Regions from separate parts of the Sus scrofa genome. Here region 1 is linked to region 2. A link is a contact called in public HiChIP or PLAC-seq data. All regions are on one chromosome and are shown on one strand. The core of a region is the stretch at or near the end of the contact, and the rest is flanking DNA. Distances in the headings are between cores, read along the strand shown. Region 1 overlaps ACAD11 (acyl-CoA dehydrogenase family member 11). Region 2 overlaps DNAJC13 (dnaJ homolog subfamily C member 13).

Region 1 (3,752 bases), core at 444-2,943, 120 kb after region 2:
AAGGAGATGTGATTATCTACCTACCTATCTATCTATCTATCTATCTATCTATCTGCAATGGAATGCTACTCAGTCAGATTTTACAAAGAAATGAAGTTATAGCCTAGATGAAATTATGTCGCATAAATATGTCCCTGACCCTATTACCTGACTTTTTGACCTTATTCTGTAGCAAAAATATGATGACCCAAGATTAGAGTTGGAGAGTAAATAGAAAGTCAAGAGGTGAGAAGATTCTGGAGTAACAAGTAACCTAAGTTCAGGAAATTTTATAACTCTTACATTACTTACACACACATCCATAGTCAAAATATTATTAATTCACTCTCTTAGGAAGGTAGTTTTTGAACTGACTGATCATGTCCACATGGGCCAGGTAGGATGAGAAGGCAAAGGAAGTTATAAGGGGTTCATGGATTCTAAAGTTAAGGGTAATCAAATTTGTAGCATCTCAGGTAAGGCATAAAGAAATAAAAGAAGCAAGAATTCCCGTCGTTGCTCAGAGGAAAAGAATCTGACTAGTATCCATGAGGATGCAGGTTCGATCCCTGGCCTCAGTGGGCTAAAGATCCAGCACTGCCGCGAGCTGTGGTGTAGGTCACAGGCATGGCTCGGAGAGCAGCTCCGATGTGACCCCTAGCCTGGGAACGTCCATATGTCGTGAGTAAGGCCCTAAAAAAAAAAAAAAAAAAAAAAAAGACGAAAAGAAATAAAAGAAATAGAAGGTAGTGAGGGCATGGTCAAAAACAAGGATTTCAATTTCTAGATTACTGAAGTTGACTGATTTCAGTATAGATAAGAAGCAGTACAGTGTGGAATAAATTATACTGCATGGGAAGTCTGTAGGCCTGAGTTCAAAACATGGCTTTATGAACAAAGAGCATATAAACAGTATCTTAAAACATCTGTAAATAAAAAGATTGGAAAAAACCCAATTCCCATGTCTTTTCTAACAATGAAATTAAATTTTATAACTAAGCTTTTCTCCAACTACACTGACATCTTAGAAATAATGGGGGAATTAAAAAGAAAAAAAATCCATCTAAAATACAAGATTTTTTTTCCCGCTTTGACCCTGGCATGATCTGGGATCTTAGTTACCAGACCAGGGACTGAACCTGGGCCACAGCAATGGAAGCGTTGAGTCCTAACCTCTAGACTACTAGGGAACTCCACCAAAATACAAGTTTCGTTTTGTCTATCAAATCTTTTTTTTCCCATAATATAAATGGCTGCAAGGCAGATGACTTCAGAAGAACCAGTGTACTTATATTTATCTTAAATGTATCTGACTACAAATTAATGAATACAGAGGATTATCTATGGGTTTACCTGTTCCTAATTAAATATATTTATATTTCAAGTTGAAATGGAAATATGCACATTAAATTCCAAAATCTTAAACATTTCTCTGCTAGATGGATAACATTTGTATTTAAAAAATTAATGACACTTTTCAGGAAAACTGGATTCCTTTCTTTTTTTTTTTTTTAGGGCCATACTTGTGGCATGTGGAAGTTCCCAGCCTAGGAGCTGAATCAGTGCTACAGCTGCTGGCCTACACCACAGCCTTAGCAATGCCAGAACCTTAACCCACTGAACAGGGCTAGAGATCAAACCCTCAGCCTCATGGATACTAGTTGGGTTCGTTACTGCTGAGCTACAACGGGAACTCCCTGAATTTCTTTTTAACATTACAGTAAGCATGTTGTACTACTGAAACACTTCCTCAAACATGCTTTGAATACTTTACATATCAGTAATTAGAAAATAACTAGGGATTATGAAATTGAGCAATACGCTTTAGTTTTGTTATTCCCTTTAGTAATTCCTTATTGGTTTACCACACACGTTCCTAGACAGTTTATCATTTAAAACTGTTTTTGTTTCCTTTCTTAATTGTTTGTATTTACCAAAATAAAACATGCAGCTGTTAGGGGGAAAAAAACAATAGGAAAACCTCAAACTTTAAACATTACAGAAATGTATAACTTATAATTTCATCCCCCATAGCCACTGTTTGAGCTTTAGTACATATTTACTAAAAAGAAAAGATTTAAGAGTTCTCTTATGATGCAGTGTGTTAAGGATCCAGCATTGTCACTGCTGTGGCTTAGGTTTGATCCCTGGCCCAGGAATTTACATTTGCTGTGGATATGGCCAAAAAAAAAAAAAAAGATTTACTTTTACCCTGATTTTTTGTAAAGAATAGAGCTTGACAGGCAATTTTAGAAAAGTAGGATATAAAAAATAGAGGGTAAAAGAATGGAAGAGAAGAAAATTAAAATAAATTGAGTACCAGCTGTGGCACGTACCCGGCTAGTTGCTCCACGTCAATTACTTCATTTTAGCATCTTTGTACCCTGAAATTTTTTTTCCCAATTCAGAAGGCAGACAACATCAATTTCCTGGCTTTGACAATATACTATAGTTGCGTGAGATCTATTTGGGGTATCTGGATAATGGATACACAGGTCCCTCAGTACTATTTTTACAACTTCCTGTGAGTCATTAATGATTTCCAAATAAAAAGTTAAAATAAAAAGTGAGGCACAGAGAGGGGTTAAATAATTTGCTTTAAGGTTATACTGCTAGAGAATAAAAACTAAGTAAATGAGATGGAAATAGTGATTAATTAAAATCAATTCTTTTAACATAGTTTCATTCAGAAACATGTAACCACTTGCTTCATAAGTAAGATATATTTATTGCTTTCTAGGAGCTCTTAGTATACAGACGGTCCTTATTTATTGAGCATCAACAATGTAGATTCTAGAGACAAGGTAAGAAAAAAATTAATTAAAGACATAATCCTTACCCTCAAAGGAAAAATAGGATACTTTCAATCATATCCCTAGGAATATATACAGTTGAGCACATACACTCAATTTGGTATAATCTAGGGACTGATTTTCCAATTTGCAAAGTGACTTCATGAAAAAAGAAATATGGTTTAACTTCTTTCTTACTTATGAATTTTTTAAAAAAAGGGTGGAAAAGATAAAACTACTGACTAGAATAAATTCTAAAGTTTCATAGCTCTTAAATGCCAGTCCACAGTGGGTATCTTTGCCCTCTTTGATGGCTTTTGTAGTTTACTCTGTATGATATGCTTTAGCGCTTGGGTACATACTGTTCTCTGCTGTTACCTCAGTGTCTTTTCTATCTGTATTTTGAGTTCCTCAAGAGCTGACTAACCCCATGTTTTAGAGCACATAGTTGGTAATGAATAAACGCTAGTTGACTTATAGTCTGCCAACCATATGTTATTTCCATAAAAATTATCTATGATATTTATATGAGACAGAAATTGATTAAATTTGATTTAACTAGTAATTATGGGATTACCAGGTTTAAAGTAGAAGACATTTTACTAGCCACTATGTAACCCTAAAACAAAAGATAGTGATACAAATCAGCATTGCCACCACAGAATTTAATGAAGATGATTCCTGTTTGGGAACTTTCATCCTGTAAGAAATGGCTTTCTAACATGAGATTAAATATAAAAAGGGAATAACTATTTGGAACTTACTGCATTCTGCCATTATTTTCAGTATATTATCACTCATCTTAAAATTTAAATGTTTTGGTAGACAACACATGACTAAGGAGATTTAGGTTTGAATTTTTCCTTCTTTGCTTAAGTAATGAATGGAAAGTACTATGGTTATAGAACACATAAAGAACACTGACTTACTCAAAGATAGGTTCCTAAAGTATTAATGAATCAAATGATACAGATCAAATAC
Region 2 (3,754 bases), core at 353-2,852:
GGCAATGAATCATAGGAACAACGCCATTCCTAAGAGTGCCATTCGAGTTATTCATGCCCTGTCTGAAAATGAGGTATTGATAAATCCATTTAGTAGCTTATAGCTTTGGAATTTATCTGTGCTCTCTCTTTCTGACTATTGTACGTTGCAGTACAAATCCCCTTTCTACCATTTGCCTTAATCCACATGTGCCATGTGGTATTGTAATGATTCTTAAACTGGTTTAAATGATATGGTATTAACCATATTAAGGAGACTGAATTTGACTTGGTTCATTATTAAAATTAAAATGAATGTGGGTTTTTCATATATCTTGTTATTGTGGTATTTGCTGTGTTGTATAAAATATTGCTGGTCTACAAGTAACCTTCTCTTTGGGGCACTTAGCTGTGTGTTCGAGCCATGGCATCTTTGGAGACCATTGGCCCACTGATGAATGGAATGAAAAAGCGACCAGATACTGTTGGTCTAGCCTGTGAAGCAATTAATCGAATGTTTCAGAAGGAGCAGAATGAATTAGTAGCACAAGTAAGTGACTTTCTAGATTTCTATTTTAAGAAGCAACATACCAAACAGATTTTCACTTCTTTAGCACTGATTTTGACTTCTCTTAGGTTCAGCAATTTGGCACAGAGATAACTTGTGAGTTTGTGCATACATATTTTTATATTTTATACACACACATGTACAGGAGCACACCGAGAAGGTGGGCCAGCCAGTGTCAGAGTAATTTTGTGATGTATGAAATTTATTTATTTATTTTATTTTATTTATTTATTTATTTATTTTGCTTTTTAGGGCTGCACCCGAGGTATATGGAGGTTCCCAGGCTAGGGGTCCAATTGGAACTACAGCTGCCCCCCATATACCACAGCCACAGCAACATCAGATCACAGCCACGTCTGTGACCTATGCTACAGCTCATGGCAACACTGGATCCCAGACCCACTGAGCGAGGCCAGGGATTGAACCTGTATCCTCATGGATCCTAGTTGGGTTCCTTATGCACTGAGACATGATGGAAACTCCTGATGTTTGAAATTTAAATTTTGGTTATTTACTAAGCTTTTATCCCTAGCTTGCTTTATAAAATTTGCTTTATCCTTTTTGGAAAGATTCGTTCTATTTGTTCATTCCTTTGTTTTTAAAGTCATGTTTAAGAAACATGCCAAGGTTTTTGTAGTCCTTTTCAAAGAAAGTACTGACCTCATGAAAAGGAGACTTGGTGGGTGCCAATGTAAAGTAGCAGACACCAAGGGAACAAAGAACATACAACACATGTAAAAGCCATTGCAAAAATGATCTTTCTAAAATACAACTTTTAAATATAACCCATTCTTCCTCTTACAAATCCCTCATTGTTTCCCCTTACTGCCAGATGACAAAGTGACATCTGACCTCCTTAGCCTGGGTACAAGGCCTTACATCTTTATTATCTGGCCCTCCTGTTTCCTAGCCTCTTTTCCTTTCTCATCTTTTCTCCGCCCCCCACCCCTATTTCCACCCCTCTTCCTCATTCAGGCAGGTTAGGAGTACTGGGTACATTTCAAGGAGAAAATTGGATGCTCTGAGGTTCAGACTTAGAGTTGGCCAAGAGGGTTATTGTATTGGAAAGAACATGAGCTAGTTCTACCACTTGATGGCTCTGTGACCTAAGGCATGGTATTTAACCCTGCAGTGCTCAGATTCCTCATCTGTAAAATAAAGTTACGACTCCTCACAGGGTTGTTATGAGAATAATATCTGTAAAAAGAGGTACATTTACTAAATGTTAGTTACTTCCACCTCTTCCCTTTGGATTTCAGAGCAGGCAGTGAAAATTGCATGGCACCAGAGTATTACTTAGCTTTTATGTGAGTGATACAAAGTGTATGGTGGATGTCAAGGTTGATGTTTTAAGATGTGAAAAAAATACTAATATGCTTCAAATGCTGTTGCCTATCAGTATATGTCATTAGAGGAGGCGGATCAGTATACTGGCTAAAAGCTCAGGTCCAGATACAGATCCAATACTGCCCAACTTTGTGACCATCAGCACGTTTTACCCGCCATGCACTGATTTTCCCATTGGTGATAATTGTGCCTACATCATTTGGTGTTGGGAGGACTAAGTAAAATAATCAGTGTATGTAGCATGTAGAATAGTTGATGAAACAGAATAAAACCTCATTAAATGAAAATGTCGTTACCGTTAAATACTGCCTCTCCCGCCAAAAAATCTGCATGTGGCATTAAAATAAAATAAAGCAGAGTGTCCTCTTCTAGGTACGGGCCTGGGGTGAAATTATTTCTTCAGTGGATGGCTTACATTTCTTAAAGTGTATGCAAAATGTGTATATATGCACACACACACACACACACGTAGACATACATATACTTAATATTCTTTTCTAGGCCCTGAAAGCAGATTTGGTCCCATACCTCTTAAAATTACTTGAAGGCATTGGCCTTGAAAATCTGGACAGCCCAGCAGCCACAAAGGCTCAGATTGTTAAAGCTCTCAAGGCAATGACTCGAAGCCTGCAGCATGGAGAACAGGTGAGTCTGCACAGAGGTAACTTTGATCTGCCAATTATAACAAGGTACTCTCAGAGCCAAAGGTCTTGGCTATTGGTGATCCATGCACCACAACTCATGTTCCACTTACAGACGTGGTTCCTGACCTTAACTGGAGCAGAGCCCCAGACCAGGGATGCACTAGCATAGCTACCTCATAAAACACAAACCGTATATACTCAGATTGCCACCCAGGAGGATTCTTTTTCTGGATAGTGATAGCATGTTGAACATTTCTTCAGCACAGAAGAATATTGAGCATTAGTGCTGGTTAAGATTAACGTCCAGTTCTCAGAGTTCTTATGGAATAGTGATAACCACATTCATTAACCATCCCATAATACCATTTTAAAAGATACAGAACATCATTTTAGTTTCATCTCCTTTCTTTCTTAACATTTAGGAATTGTTGGTTTCCTTTTTGTTGTGACTTAAATATCTATTAATGTGTCAGCAGCATGCATATGCTGAGTTCAAACCAGTTCAGTAATTTTCCTCATTGATTTTATTAATGTTGCTTCTGAGGAGTCTTCATTCAGTTTTATTGTGTAGCCCTATGTATTAATGCTCTCTCTTTTAACTCGAAGTGAAATTTACATAACATAAAATTAATCACTTTAAATCAAACAAGTTATTGGTTTTTAGTATACCAGTTGTTATTTGGCATTAACTGTATTGTGTAACCACCACCTTATCCAATTTCTAAACAACTTCTGTACAAATTAAGCAATTATTCCCCATTTTTTCCTCCCCTCAGCTTCTGGCAGTTCACTCTGTCTTCTATAAATTGACCTCGTCTGGACATTTCACATCAATGGAATCATACGATATGTGACCTTTTGTGTCTGGCTTTTGTAACTTAGCATGTTTTTGAGGTTCATCAGTGTTTTAACATGTTTCAACACTTCATTCCTTTTTAAGGATGGGTAATATTCCATCGTGTGTGTATATATATGTGTCACAATTTGCTTACCCATCATTTGTTCACAAACGTTTAGACTGTTTCTGCCTACTAATGTTCTTCTGTAGGTTTAAGTTGACTGGCAGCTTTCCCTTAGTGAATCCACTGTATGTTCCAACTAAAGAAACATTTTGTATGCCATTGTCCATTCTAGCAGTATCATCATTTGAACTATTTAAGGTAATAGTAAAGAAAAGAGAGAGTATGTCATGCTTCAGTCATATAAAGTTGCCTATG

Evidence for each region. HiChIP or PLAC-seq counts read pairs in DNA pulled down with a chosen protein or histone mark.
Region 1: an H3K27ac HiChIP or PLAC-seq map of alveolar macrophages shows a contact between it and region 2. The contact joins two enhancer-like sites. A contact is called at or near these places in 3 of 5 promoter capture datasets (fetal skeletal muscle, liver and skeletal muscle), 11 of 47 Hi-C or Micro-C datasets (alveolar macrophages, embryonic fibroblasts, epiblast stem cells and 5 more) and 2 of 2 datasets of contacts at active chromatin or transcription factors (alveolar macrophages and skeletal muscle).

Annotation. Positions count from the first base shown.
Region 1 is chr13:73,811,663-73,815,414 of Sscrofa11.1, forward strand. The region is part of intron 5 of ACAD11 (acyl-CoA dehydrogenase family member 11); the gene reads right to left. Among named protein-coding and RNA genes, the nearest start is that of UBA5, 18 kb to the right of the region's middle. Within about 2 kb of position 1,694, at least 2 of the 83 cell types and tissues checked have an H3K27ac peak or open chromatin away from gene starts, as enhancers often do. A contact at or near this core is called in alveolar macrophages, where this site is marked.
Region 2 is chr13:73,696,234-73,699,987 of Sscrofa11.1, forward strand. It overlaps DNAJC13 (dnaJ homolog subfamily C member 13), which reads left to right. Exons shown (of 57, transcript XM_021069457.1): 53 at 1-73; 54 at 388-528; 55 at 2,395-2,538. Among named protein-coding and RNA genes, the nearest start is that of ACKR4, 76 kb to the right of the region's middle. Within about 2 kb of position 1,603, at least 1 of the 83 cell types and tissues checked has an H3K27ac peak or open chromatin away from gene starts, as enhancers often do. A contact at or near this core is called in alveolar macrophages, where this site is marked.